Regions from separate parts of the Drosophila melanogaster genome. Here region 2 is linked to region 1. Evidence: chromatin contacts called from public Hi-C data. All regions are on one chromosome and are shown on one strand. The core of a region is the stretch at or near the end of the contact, and the rest is flanking DNA. Distances in the headings are between cores, read along the strand shown. Region 1 holds the start of qin. Region 2 holds the start of Mpc1 (Mitochondrial pyruvate carrier).

The links. Hi-C and Micro-C count contacts between places; a contact is called where the count stands out from the background.
Region 2: a contact with region 1 is called in a Hi-C map of the Kc167 cell line, with 4 times the contacts expected there. A contact is called at or near these places in 2 of 107 Hi-C or Micro-C datasets (the Kc167 cell line and eye imaginal disc).

Annotation. Positions count from the first base shown.
Region 1 is chr3R:18,588,110-18,595,265 of dm6, reverse strand. It overlaps qin, which reads right to left and starts at 4,239. Exons shown (of 10, transcript NM_142478.3): 1 at 4,037-4,239; 2 at 2,816-3,426; 3 at 2,445-2,525. The coding sequence starts at 4,166. It overlaps CG7694, which reads right to left. Exons shown (of 4, transcript NM_142472.4): 3 at 4,839-5,149; 4 at 4,540-4,745. The coding sequence starts at 5,147. The coding sequence ends at 4,611. fray (frayed) reads right to left here. Exons shown (of 4, transcript NM_001300466.1): 4 at 5,807-7,156. The coding sequence ends at 6,898. It overlaps CG14304, which reads left to right. Exons shown (of 9, transcript NM_142474.4): 5 at 1-64; 6 at 382-1,166; 7 at 1,219-1,424; 8 at 1,492-1,634; 9 at 1,693-2,465. The coding sequence ends at 2,248.
Region 2 is chr3R:18,925,840-18,932,995 of dm6, reverse strand. Mpc1 (Mitochondrial pyruvate carrier) reads left to right here and starts at 4,337. Exons shown (of 4, transcript NM_001275791.1): 1 at 4,337-4,607; 2 at 4,682-4,801; 3 at 4,868-4,968; 4 at 5,338-6,000. The coding sequence starts at 4,740. The coding sequence ends at 5,498. It overlaps CG42613, which reads right to left and starts at 3,800. Exons shown (of 19, transcript NM_001260256.1): 1 at 3,432-3,800; 2 at 1,609-1,852. Xrp1 (Xrp1,) reads right to left here. Exons shown (of 5, transcript NM_142504.4): 5 at 6,147-7,091. The coding sequence ends at 6,492.

The sequences.
Region 1 (7,156 bases), core at 2,990-5,489:
AATTACAAGCGGAGTCGCAGGCACAGTCGCCACGTCACGATTTCGCCAAGGATGAGCCACTTGGGTAAGTTCTTTGCTTGGGAGGAGGAGCAAGGATCGTTGAGAGGAAACAAGTTGCTTAGGTCTTACCAACGCAATAATGATTCTCCCTTCTCAAGAAAAAAGTATTCTACGAGTTTATTTAATAAGAAAAACTATCTAAATTGATAGTGATGGTCTAAAGATAATCCACATTACTAAGATATATAAAACTGCTTAGTAAGTACACAAAGTACTCAATACGTCCTTCAAAAACTAATCATTTCTAAGTAACAAGTGCATCATGAAATCATAATTTAGCCTCCCAAAAGACCTTACTTTAGATCTGAACATTTCTTTTAGTTCCCCAGCACCACCGCAGTTTATAGACTATCTAATTGATGGGCCAAGACAATCGCTGGAGGAAGAGCAGCAGCACTCCCAGCATGAGCGACCATCGGCTCATCAGCCGCCCCAGCATGCCTACATCCTGGTGACCACGACAGCTCCACATATCGAGCATCAGCCTGCACCGCAAATGCATCCAGAGATTTCCACACCGCGTCCACCGATTCTCTATAACCAACAGCCCACACTTCGATTACGTCCCGTGCATACTTACAAGGCCACCAGGCGTCCCATTTACGTGACCACACCCGCACCCGCAGTGTCGCCGACTTCAAGTCACACGGTAGAGATTACGCCCAAATTTGTTTACGTTTCGGGGAAGCCTCCTACTGGCCAAAACCCAGAGTTACCGCTTAGAGAACCATCTACGGTAACGCCTATTAAACTTAAGCCCGTTTACAAATACGCCCATGAGCGCCCTCCATTAACGCCTGCATACGTACCAGAGGATCAGGATCAGCTACCAGATATTCGCACCTCATCACTGGCCGAAATCCTTCACAAGCTTCAAGCGAGCAATCATCTTCCGCAAACCCTAACACCCGACAACATCGACAACTCCATCAAAACATTGATCCGCATACTGCAAAATCTAAAGCAAACCCAAACCATTGTGGCTAATCCTCCGCAGCATCACGACGAGCACAAGTCCAGTGCCCAGGATTATGATTACAATACGGGCAGCGAAGAGGAACACCATTCTCAATCAGAGGAAGCGATTGCCAGACCCAAGGGACCAAGTGAGTAGCCTTTACTTTATTATGTTTCCCTATTTTATTTCCATTTGAATAGATAAACATCCAGGACCAAGCACTGGAAGACCTGGCATCGATTATCCGAACTATGCGGAGATCCCTCAAACCAGTTTTGAGTGCACCAAGCAACGCTACAAGGGATTCTTTGGCGATCCGGAGACCAATTGCCAGGTCTGGCATTACTGTGATCTCAATGGAGGAAAGGCTTCGTTCCTTTGCCCCAATGGAACCATATTTAGTCAGGTAAATGGGCGAACTTATGTTATACACATGTTAAGAATTAAACAATTAAAAACATATATAAAAACAGATTGCCTTAACTTGCGATTGGTGGTTCAATGTCAAATGTTCAACAACCGCACAACTTTATGTGCTGAACGAACGACTTTACAAGTACATTCTGCCTTTTAATCCAAAGTTCCCCGAGGACTACAACGGACCTATTGTGGATAAGTAAGACACTCTTATATGATTCGAAAGTATTAATTAACAAACGTGTCATTTACTTAAGGTATCTGGCAATGAAATTCCAGGAAATGGAGGAGAAGATGCGCCTGGAGAAACAACGCAAGGCGGCCCAAGAGGCACAGAAGCCCGAAGAAGCACCATCTACTCTACCTGCGTTGCCCAAAAATCACAAGCCAGAACCGAAACATGGTAGCGGAATAAATGCCCAGGTCTATGAGCAAAGCTCTGAGAAAAACTTGCTGATCGATGATGAGATAGATGATATTTCGGAGCGTGGGACCTACGATACGTACGACCAGACCGCACCCACAACTATAATGGCACCCACGAGCACCCAGGACACGCAGTCCTTTGTCCTTAAACCAATCGTAGTTTCCTCCACTCCACAACCGCTGCCAGAGATTGATTTCGAAGTTGAGCCAACAGCTCCAGGCAGCAGCGAAGAGGAGGATCACCTGCAAAGTCTAAGGGAAACTAAGGAAGCTGAGAAGAAAACGCGTGAATCCACAAAGGTGAGCGTGGAAAAGCTGGAAGTAATCGAGATCAAAACCGATGGAAACACCGGACAACTAATGCCCATCAAGAGCAGTAGCAAATGAGCATTTTGTGGAGAGGATGAATAGCTCTTGCCATATTTGTAATGAGAAATTTGTTTGCGACTTGGTTGTATAATCCCTAAATTATTCTTAGCGAGCAAGTACTGTAAATAGCTAGCTGTAAATGCAACTGTATACATACCTATAGCTATAGTGAAATAAAATCTGACAAGTAAGTAAAAACGATCATAGCACTTACCTGTTTGCCATTGAGGACATGAATATGAGCCATGTTGAGTGAGTTTAAAGTCGTGGGAATCTCGGAAGCATAGCTTTGATTCTGTGGAAGAAATCAATTAATATTAGGTGGATTATTATTATTAGATTAATCACGATATTTCAAGTTGCTAGTGCGCAACGTAATGGATTTATAAGTACAATGCCACAATTTATGTGTACCTCATAGATATGTAAATTCTAAAGCATGTACGTTTTGTAAGCTAGCATTTGAAACCATATTGTAGATCTCAAAACTAACGTGCTTAAAATCTTATTCAGAACATTTAAATAAGCAATTACATATACAAATATGGCAGGGAAATGTTTCAATATTTCAAAAATTATACTAACAATCTCGATTAGCTTCCGTATGCGATGCCCGCTATGATGCACGGTGGAGCAAATTTGGCAGTGGGATCGGTAACACTTCATACAGTACTTGTCTTTGGGCATTCGGTGATGGATGCAAAGGTTCTGACTCGGCAATGTGAAGTACTGATCCCCCACTCTGAGTTTCTTGCTGAAACTACTGTCCTGTTCCGTAGAATTGCGAAAAATATGCGACTTTAGTACGCGACTACGTTTGTGGACAGCATCAAAGCAACGGCGGCAGTAGAAGGCATTGCATTGCCTGCACTCTCCGCTGGCAGTGGCATTCCCGCACTCGCTGCACTTGACGGTCTGGACAATCTCGCTGATCGAACTGGGGCTCAGCGATTGGTTTGCCGAGTCCTTGGCAAATGGCAGAAGGTAGCTGAGGCTACTGGTCCTACCCAGCACGTGGTAGTTTAGTTCGTACAAATCGCGCAAATTGGCGACCGACTTGCAGTCCGATCTCTTGGCCACAATCGTAGGAGGAGCTGGACTATGGCACACGGCGCACTTCGGATCCAGGCGATCGTTCCACAAGCAGCTCTCGCAGAGAGTATGACCGCATCCCAGTAGAAAGGGACGATGATTGTCTGTTGATTAAAAGCAGGTTTCAAGTTAAGCTTTGAAAATATCGTACTAACAAAATATGAAATAAACAGTCGTTTAGATCCCATCTGACAATATTAATTGGTTCGAGAACAATATTTGTGCTAAAAAAAATTGAACTGCAGGGTTTATTTCATTACCCAACATAAACATTCATAAACTTGTGCATGCATACATATATACATATGCACATACATATGTAAAATTACTGTACACCTGTTTAGAATCAGACGCCAAAGTGAACGGAAAAACTTTTGCAGTAATGTGAGTGAGTATCTTCAAAACGGCTCTTCATGTTTGGCTCTGGCTTCTTATTTTTCTTAAATATGTTTCAATTCATTTAACAAGTAACCTTTCAAGCTGCCAGCAGCCTTTTTACTACATTTTAGTTAACGTTTTTACACTCCTTGTACTATTTTCCATTTTTCTTGCCTGAACTTGTCAAGCTTTCATGGTGGCAACACTTGTTCAATAAGTGATGCAGCATTTGCCATTGCTTATACCAATTGTAGCCCCCCACAGTCTAAAAAGTTATGAATTGAAAAAGCCAATTATGTTTGGCCAAATTCCTATGCCACACAGTTGAGCACTTACCTTCTTCAGAGTTCGTATTGTATAAGTAAGTAAAACATTTTGAACATTTTGGGCACCGCAGAAGATTCTGCAGATTGGACGCCACAAACTTGGGATCAAAGGGCTTTATTCCACTGTCGTCGGCAATCATGATCGAATCTTAGCACGAGCCGACGGGAAATACTGCACTTTAATTACTACACTTTTATTTAATTCCCGACTTCCAAGCTGTCACACGAAGAACAGTTATTCAAGCACGCCGGCGAAAAGGAAGAGGGAGATGGTGATGGCAGCCCTTCGATGACAGTATCGATAAGATTGCTCCAAAAAATATCGAAGGCAATTATCAATAAAGTGGGAACAGTTAGTCTCAGTAAAAGTGGGAAGAGTATTTGATGGGCATTGTCAGTGAATAGTTCAAAAATGATCTCTTTAAAAGGCATATTCCAAATAAATAGATAATTATACTTACTTTAACATAATAAACGGACGACACCAATCTCTTCCCAATAAAAGACTTTTTTCCCTTAAGCACCTTTATTTTAACATACTACAAATTTGACCAAATACCGCTGTCGAATCGATTAACTCCAAGTTAGCCGAACATGGAATCCAAAAGAGTGTTCTCCCGCTCCCGTCGGTTAGCTTCATCCTGCCTAAACCTGCGCAACTCCTCGTAAACAGGATCATCAGTTTCCAGTTCATAGCGACACAGAGGACAGGAATTCGTCTGCAAGATTCAAAACAGAATATAGTTAATAGGAACATTTTTAAACATAAGCATAAGATTCTATTTTGATAACTTATCTACGTATGTATGTACCTTCTTCAGCCAGAGCAGGATGCACTCCTCGTGGAACTCGTGCTTGCATGGAAGGATCCTGTACTTCTGGCCCTCTTCAGCTGGCTCCTTGCACACAGAGCACTCCAAATCGCCGCCCTCGTCCGATTTGACGATTTCATGAACTGGTAGCTCCAGAATGGCTCGCTTGGAGGCCTCTGGCACCTCGATCTCCATATCGATGCCATTCATGATGGCCAAAACCTGAAGGCGCTTTAGATTTCTGGCCAAATCGTTTGCGCCCAGTGGTCCAGTGGGTTCATGACCCAGTTCCTCGAAGTAGTCGGACATGGCTGAAATTGTTGTAGCAGAAATTCGTAGATGGTAGCTTGATGGCAAAATCCTCAGATCCTAGATATATGTATACTTTCGAAACTTTCCACTTGATAATTTTGTACCTACATACATATGTAAATATCATAACTATTAGGAGCCAAATGTGATTTTTATTCGAGTTTCTCGTATACAATTGATAACAGTCTATCTGGGTTAAAACTCCATTTAAATTAATTTGTTGCAGCAACTTTATTGCTAAGTATCTAAGAGGTCTTTGCATTTAAAACGCTAGCAAGTATTGGTTTTTTTTCTAGGACTAAAATTCTTCGTTTAGTGGCTGGCAGCCCAGCAATGCTCTTTAAAAAGTCTAAAATTACAGGCATACACTGGCTTCTTTATTACGTGAGCTAGGACAAAGTCCACCCAATCAATGCTTCACTGTACTTGTTACTTATTCATTATTAGTTCTGCCAAAGAATGCTTAAGCAGTAAGAATATCTTATTCTGTCATCTTCTGAGCTTCATAAAGATGAATATTTGCAAAGGAGTTTTTTTTTTAAATTAACTTTCAATTTGATTTAAATTAAAAAGTAAACAATGCTTTTCCAACTGGAATCCCAAAACCAAACCAAAACAAAACCAATTCCATTCCAATGAAAACACAAAACTAAATTCCTTTTCGTTTCTATTTTTTTGTAATTTTCCTTTTTTACTATACGAAGTTTAAAATTATTCATTTTTAAAGTAATTGATTTACGATTTACTTCAAGGTAGTTTTACAGAGCTTGAATCATAGTTTCTACTCCTTTCTTCTCTCTCTCTGGCCTCACTTAAGTTTAAATCCTTTGCGATCTTATCGGAAAACTCATACATCATTTAGTGTAGGTATTCAGAGTAGTGGTAATTAATGATAAAATAAAATACAAAATAATAAGAGTAAAACAAAAACAAGACTTAGGCGCTACGATTTAAAAATTAGTAGTTTAAATTGCTAGAGAATAAATTAAAGACGCCTGGCGGGTGAGCGATTGGTAAATGATAAATAAAGGCAGGACTACTACATCAGGATCTACTGATTTCAGTGGGCTAATTAAAACCAAGAGCTATATATATATATAGACATACAATATATATATATATATATACGTGTGGGGTGTATGTACAGAGCTACTTAAAGACAAACGAAACGAATAAGTACACGATTCTTCAATTACTTTAGCGGGGCGAGGGAAAAGTGGGCTGGGCACATGGGTTAATTACAATGCGCATAGGATTTATATAGTACGTAAAGCATATATACAAATCCAGGGCGGGCCGATTTCCATGGTAGCATATATAAAATCCCAAGAACAATTTGCAGTATTTAATATTAAAGTTGTAGTACAATTTAGATCACTATAGGGGGTTACCAATTGAAAAAAACTTTAAGCAGAATAGTAAATATATCAATATATCAGTTGAAATCGACCCATCCTGTTTAGCATATATACCGTGTGTATAGATAGTTTCTCTATGTGGTAAACGATCGGCTCGCGTTAAGATCTATCACTAGCATATACAGTTAGTTCTAGTCTAGTGCTAAAAGCAGCAAACAGAAACGGCTCCAGTCGGGAAAATCCATGATCCCGAACCCTACCCTCCTGGCCTTACGTATCATCATCAGACTGGCTTGGTTTTCTAGGGATGGTGCTAGGGAAGGTGTTGGTGTTTGGGATGCTCTTGTGATGGGTTGTGTTGGCTGTGATGCATGCTCCGTGGCAGATCACTAGTCCGTGATGGAGATCTGCGCATATCCCACCAGTGATCGTTCGTCGGGCACTTCGCCCGGCTGCACGCCGGAGCTCAATTGGAAAGTAATCGTTTTCATCGTTGCACTGGCAGCTATCAGTTGATCCAGATGCGTTGCCATCGGTTGGGTATCCAGCGCATCAACGAGTCCGGCGTCTACCAGTTCTGTAGCGATACCCTCGGCAGTGTCCTTGCCCACAACGAACTCGAAGCGAATGTCGTGAAGTTCACGTCGC
Region 2 (7,156 bases), core at 3,088-5,587, 340 kb before region 1:
TGGACATGACTGGCAGACAGACAGTTGTCGCTAGAGAAATTATCTGAGAGCAGCCAGCAAGGAGCAAAGAGCAAGGAGCAGAAAACATGGAACAAGCAAGAGTTGAAGGAGCCGGAAAACCTATTAAATATTTAACCTTATCGCAGTCATTTCCACGGCATCAAGCCGGAAGTCTCAATGCGGCCAAGAAACCATTGCGGCCAATCTGCGTGTGCAATTGCCAGTGGCAGCAACAACAATTGGCAGCGTTTTAAAAAGCGCCTCCAGGACACGCCGGCCACATTATGGCGTCCCATGAAACGCTTAAGCCATCAGCCATCAACACAATGTTAGGTAATTAACCCGGCTAAATACGATACGACGGCCAAATTATGCCAGCATCCGGCTAAGATGGAACGTGTGCTCCCTTAATGTCCTCCCATTCCTCGCAGTTCGGCATCCTCTGGGGGGCGGGAGCAACCGATGATAGCCCCCTGATTTTCACTCTAGATCCACGTATTTATCTCGTCCCATCTCCAGTGGCAAATACAGTTTACTCGTTTTCTTTTATCTCCAACCAGTGTATGTGTTAAAAATTGATTTGAGACGCAGAGAATTGCTGTATTTGGTTATCGTATACATATATAATGTATAAAAGATAAGATATGATGTGGAGATAATTTTATAGAAAATTGAAGCTACTGACTTCCGGTTCGGTAAGTACATTTCGTTCTTAAGGCATGTGAAAATATATTGATAAATTAATGAAAAAATAACATAATTACAAAGTGCAGAAATTCTTAATATTTGTTGTTTTAGATATAAGGACATTTGCACGTTTCACTGTACTTTGGCATTCCTGTACAACGATTGATATTAACTTCTTATCGAAGGCTATTATCGTGATTAAAATGTTGCAAGCTTTCAGAGCCATTAACAACTGTGCAGTGTTCTTATCAGCCACAGTATGCAGCCCCCTACACCCACCCACACACCAAGTAACCCACAAAGGACACACGAAGAGAGAGAAAGAGAGAGAGCGCTAAAGAGAAAGTGCGTGTGTGTGTTTGTAGTAACGTGGTGTAAGTCCAGGGAAGAGACAAAAGAGAAATGTGTGGTTTTCTGTGCGAGTATATATGTGTGTGTGTGTGTGTTGCTATTTTACCACAAAAATGAGAGACGGTAAACAACGGACTTGACAACTCTTGGCTCCTGCCTGATGGTGATGGCTTTGGCTGCCGTCTGTGGTAGCGCTCAGCTCGCAATTCTCTCGAGGAGACGAATACGAAGACCGAAAATCACCCATTATCCAGTTTTATTTTATCATCAATTTTATTACACACAAAGTAAAGAGGCGCAGCCGAGCAGCAAGTTGATGATGTACCAGGCTATCAACATCAATGAAAAACGGCAACAACAACATCAAGAAGCGAAAGCTAGAGAGAAAGCGTCACACACACACACACGGGCACACACGCAAAGAGAGATGCTGAGAGGCGAGGATACAAAACACACGCCCTTTTGGTAGGAAAAGCCAAAAACTGAACGGAAACCGAAACTGAAACGGAAACTGAAACACTCGATTGACGACTTAGTGGCTAAGCTAATGCTAATTGCAGTCGTACTTACTTAGGGCTGCATCTATGGCTCCTTATCCTTATCTTTATCCGTATGCGTATCCTTTTTTTTTTTTGCTATTTGTATGTGTATATATATATATCCTGATCCAGTGACCGGGGCGAGGAATGTTTGTTGCTGAACACTTTCGTTTGCTTTGTATTACATTGGTATTATTATTTGGTTGTAAACTTTTGCTTTAGCACTTGGTTTCTCCACTTCTCAGCTTGGCATTTCACTCACTCGAGACACTTTCCTGTAGAAATCAAAGGATTTTCTTTTAAGGGGCGGTCCACTATGATTGTGCTGCCACGGATCTCGAACTCCTCGCACGGGTGGCAGTCGGGCGACTAAACGCAAATCACCTCATCTGCTTACGGGCCATAAAATAAATGTCTTACGAGTGCGCCTCAATTGACCGAACAATAAACTCAATTTGCATTGAGCTCTCTGCATTTGTGTGGGTGCGGATGATTGTGCCGTCTTGCGCTTGATTGAATCAACAGCAAGCAAGTGAACAGATTTGGATTCTGTTTAGCTCTCGGACACTTTAACAACATAGTACGGAGTACACAGTCGCACTGGATTAGTGCGCTTAAGTGCGCTTAAGAGGAGCCTTTTTAGCTATTTGCCTCCATTTGGCACTTATTCAATTGAGGCATTTTGGGGACATTTCGAAGATGCCAAGATGCGCCACCAGGAGCGAGTAATTATGTCCGGCAAATCTCGCCCAGGAAAACACAAGTGTCCAGCTAACGACAAAGACCTTCAAGGGCCGCTAAGTAGGTCGTCCTATATGGTTGGTCTACATGTATATTTGCTATACCCCAAACAGAGTGTTTGTTTCATACATCTTTTCTTTTACGTGTTTCACCTTTTGCTTTACGAATGAAATCATTTACCATTCTTGGTCTTTTGGGATTTAATATTGAATCCTAATTCTAATTATTTTATATAAATCGCTTTAATGTTAGTTGAGCACAAGTTTTAGTATGTCTTTATTTTACACCCATTTCACATAGTTACTTCCGCTACTTAGAAAACTGGTAAAAATCCCTTTAAAAAAATTCACAAATCTGGTTGCTTTGTGTTTCCCTTTCTTTGATTTTCAATTATATTTCTCGCTTTTCTTTGTCTGTTGTTGTGGTTGCTCTTTCTTGCTTTTCCCCATTTTCACGCTTCTTCTTGCTTCTGCTCTTGTTTTTGTTGATAAATTCGGATTTTTTGGGAGCGGCTCATTTGGTTTTCTCTTAAACTTTTCCTTTTTTCTCGCGTGGAAAAACATTTTTGGCAGACTTACTGGGGAAAATGTACGAAAATTTCATGCTTACTAGCAACAAATGTGGGAATACAAAAAAAAGTGACCATTATGTGTAGGATTGATTTTTCTTCAAATGGTTTTTCTTTTCAGGTTTTACTGAACTGAAGCTGCGGCAACTGATGACGCGTAGTCAACATTTAAAAATTTAAAGAAGCAAAATCTGTCTTTGTTTTGGCAATTCTTGGAGTTGGTTTCTTTGGGCATAATTTGAATTTTCTTTAGCTTTCCCAAGCACCGCACATGGAAAATGCTTGCAAAATGGCACACTGACCACATATAAACACTCGCACGCACGCACACACACAGCACACAAACGCACACATACACACACAGACACACACGGGGATTACAAGTTGGCAGAACAGTGGCAGCGAAGTCAGCAGCGGCATCGACTGCCAACACAATTTCCATTTGCCTATTCCGCTTTTTCACTTTGTTGTTGTTGTTGTTGTTATTTGGCCAGAGGATGTGGTGTGTTGTTGGTGCCAGGATTCCTTCGATAAGGACTATTTACCGAGCCAAGTTTCCTTTGAGCCGCCGTCGCTCTCGAGTCGCAAATTCACACTGAGCCGGAGTTTTGGATTCGGTTTTGGATGCTGGTTGCTTCGCACTCGGATGCTGCTGGTTGTGCTGCTTTGGTCTTCTGCCGCCGCGGCCAAGGACTCAGGCGCAGGCTGTCGGCGCAGAAACCATCGCCCCAATTCTCTTCGCCTTGGTCCTTTTAAGAGAGCCGGAAGAGCGCGTATTAAGTGAAGAGCGGAAGCGCGTGGTGGATTAACCACTTGAAAACCGTGGCGCCCGCACTTCAGCAAATGCGTTGCAAATGCACACATTACGTCCACTTGTAATTAGCGGGCTTAATGCACATCAAGCATCCGCTTTTCGGCGGATATAGGGAGGGAAGTCCCTGCGACAAGCCTATCGAGATTGCAAATCGAGTCGAGTGTTGCAGCGATCAGTATATGCCTGACACCGATCAAGCGCTTCAATGACTTTCAACGATAGTGTAATATATCGGTATAACTTACAGGATTTTAAATGAAAAAGCAACAAGATTAAACTCGTTTTAGAATAGCAATTAAATGTTTAATTTTCGATTGACTTTATAAATATTTAAGTTAATATTAATAATGTAATATAAATATCAATATACTAGATTTCTTGATATTTATGCGTAGAGCTTTGAAAGCATTGTATTGTTTTACACTGTTTACAATGCTAGAATATTTTTTTGTTATAAATATTTTATTAATAAAAGTCTTAGCATAGTGCCTGGGCACAAATTTGCCCAACTAAAATATTGCTGAAGGTTATGTTAACCACTTTTCAAAAAAAGATTTAAAACCTATCGCATTCGCTTCATTCGACGTCCATCTCTAAGTGTGACCCTTGGATGTGGCGATTGTACGGGCTATCGATAACTCCGACGCGACAGCGACGCGGCAGAGAAAACTCGTTGATGCCTTTCGTTTGACTAATTTTATATAACTTTCGGAGTGACAACACGGCCGACACATAAACAAAAAATATATCCTAGCTTGTGAATATTTAGGCACACACTTCACACACCTGCAACGCGGCCTGCAGTTCCAAATTCTTCGTGTTTTCGATCAAGGTGTTCCAGGCGGTAAACAAACAACAGCAACAACAGCTGGCACCACAAAAACAACAACAACACGGCGAACAACCTGTAAGACCTTGAGGGGATTTTTTTCGGATTTATATTGCGCGGCAATGGCAATCTAATCTAAATTATTCCACCAGGTGCGCTTCTGATTAACATTTCTGGTCAGATATATTCAATTAGCAAAGCGGTAGCATCATGTCGATCAGGAGAGCTATGTCCACAACGGCCTCAAAGGAGTGGCGGGATTACTTTATGAGGTCTGTTTGTTGGTTATCAATTGGCCTTATATGACTTATTGTAAATATTGCTTTTTATATCCACAGTACCCACTTCTGGGGCCCGGTGGCCAACTGGGGTATTCCGGTGGCTGCTCTCGCCGACACACAAAAGAGTCCCAAATTCATCTCCGGCAAAATGACATTGGGTAAGGATATCCCCCCTTGGGTTTTGGCCTCCATCTGGCATCCATACACGCGCGACTGGCATCGAAAGTTTTCGCTTAAGATGTCGTAATCAGAGCCGCTGTGATATGTTCTAAACAAATCACTCTATAATGCCTGATAAGCCAGATACGGAAACTGTCGAAACGTCTGCCGATAAGATTGCACAGAGAAAAAACTAAGCACAATTTGTCCATTTTACTCCATAATCCGATTCCATCGGAATAAGATGCCAGCGAGGCAATATGCACATAATGTAATGGAAATTATGACAAATTTTGCTTATAATTTGTCCTGTGCCTTTGCCTATGTAAATAAGTCTCCCAGAAATGCTTATCCTCGATCTTTTCCAGCTCTGACCCTGTACTCGTGCATCTTTATGCGATTTGCCTACAAGGTCCAGCCCAGGAATTGGCTGCTCTTCGCCTGCCACGCTACCAATGCCACCGCCCAATCGATCCAGGGTCTTCGCTTCCTTCACTACAATTACGGGTCTAAGGAGCAGCAGGCGTAAATGTAATCCTTGCCCCGAAATCCACTTCCCCGAGACGCGACGCGCGAAGCCACTTCAAATGTTTACCCAACAGCAGCAGCTATCGCAATTTACTGCCACCACACGCAACGAAGATCTAGCAAATTGCACTGCCGCAATCCCATTCAAATCAAATCCAAGTGGTGGAGTAATTGCCGTGAATCACACCCGCACAATCGGCTGAATCTCGAATCGCGAAGTTGTCGTGCCCCAGTAGCCGTTTTCGCTGGGGTCAAATTCCAATTCCAATTGAGTCTATACCCAACTTGTTACTTTGCCCATTTAGTTAATTCCGTTAGGCAGTTGATCAAAATTTTAAGTCGGTGCAATGCTTAGATTACGATTATATGAATATGGTTTAAAATCCAATAAAAGATATCAAAATCTAATTTTGTCTAGTGTCTGTCAATACAAAATGGTTGTAATAAAATTGTAACATTTAATCATTAAAATGAAGAACGTTATAGAACCCATTCAAATATACAAAGTTAGTTGATTTTGTCACGTTTATTGAAACATGCTTTTTATTCAAACAATTACGGTTATATAAGTTGATATCTGTAAAATATACATTTCAATTGTTCTTAACAATAGCATATTTTTTTGTTGACATTTTTTAAACTTTTTTTTGTTCATCAATGGGGTTAAAACATACGAACTCGTAATCATTTTTTTGTTGTGCTTTTTTTTTTTTTGATTACGCTTTGGACGAAAAACATATCCGTGGGTATAAAAATTTTTTAGTTTTCTCAAACATAATAAAAGTAAAATTAAAGTTAAACACTCCTCGCGCACTATGGGCGCCATCACTATGCCTAATAAGTGGCTTAACTGATGTCCACATGGAAATGGAAATTTGATTTCTGCTTCTCGACTTCTTCAACGACAACTTAACTAACTAAACAATTGGATGACGACGATAGGTACTATGACAGGCTTATGCTCCGCAATTTCTATTCTATGGCTACGAGAATCTCAGTCCTGCTCCTGCTTAACGTAAGTGCTCTTCTGCCGCTGGCGCTCCATCAGGTACTTCTTGAACTTCCGTTCCCGGGAGGCCACTTCGTCGGCCCGGGCACGCAGTCGCAGATTCTCGGCCAATAGCGTGTCCTCGGCGCGCTTCTCCTCCTCTTCGCGCACCTTCGTCTTCCGGCGCGATACGCGGCTCGCTTCGTTGTTCTTGAGTCTGTCCTGGTAGGCCTTCCTCTCCTCCTCGCTTTTCATGCTTGACATGAGCACGGGATCGGGACCGTCGGCATGATCCTTGGCAGGGCGACCGCGCTTCCGCTTGCCGCTGATTCCGCTGGCTGGCGAAGGGCTGAACACGGACGTACTGGCTGTTGAATAGGCGGGCGAGGTGGGAGCAGTGAGGAAGCCACCATAGCCGGTCTGGCAGGTGGGCGCCGCACAGCTGGAGCTGGCTGAGTAGTTGCTGTGTGGTGTGTTCGGCGCCGAGAAGTCGGTGGTAGTCTCCTCTTCGGCACTGCGTAGATCCTCTACGATGTCTGCATGGGTGCTGCTGCTGATGGAAGTGTTGCTGGTGCTGGTACTGGTACTTGTGGTGGGAGCCTCGAACTGCAAATAGGAGAGATTAAGTAAATTAGGCTGTGCTGGATATTTCGACTTCAAAAGAGCTGACA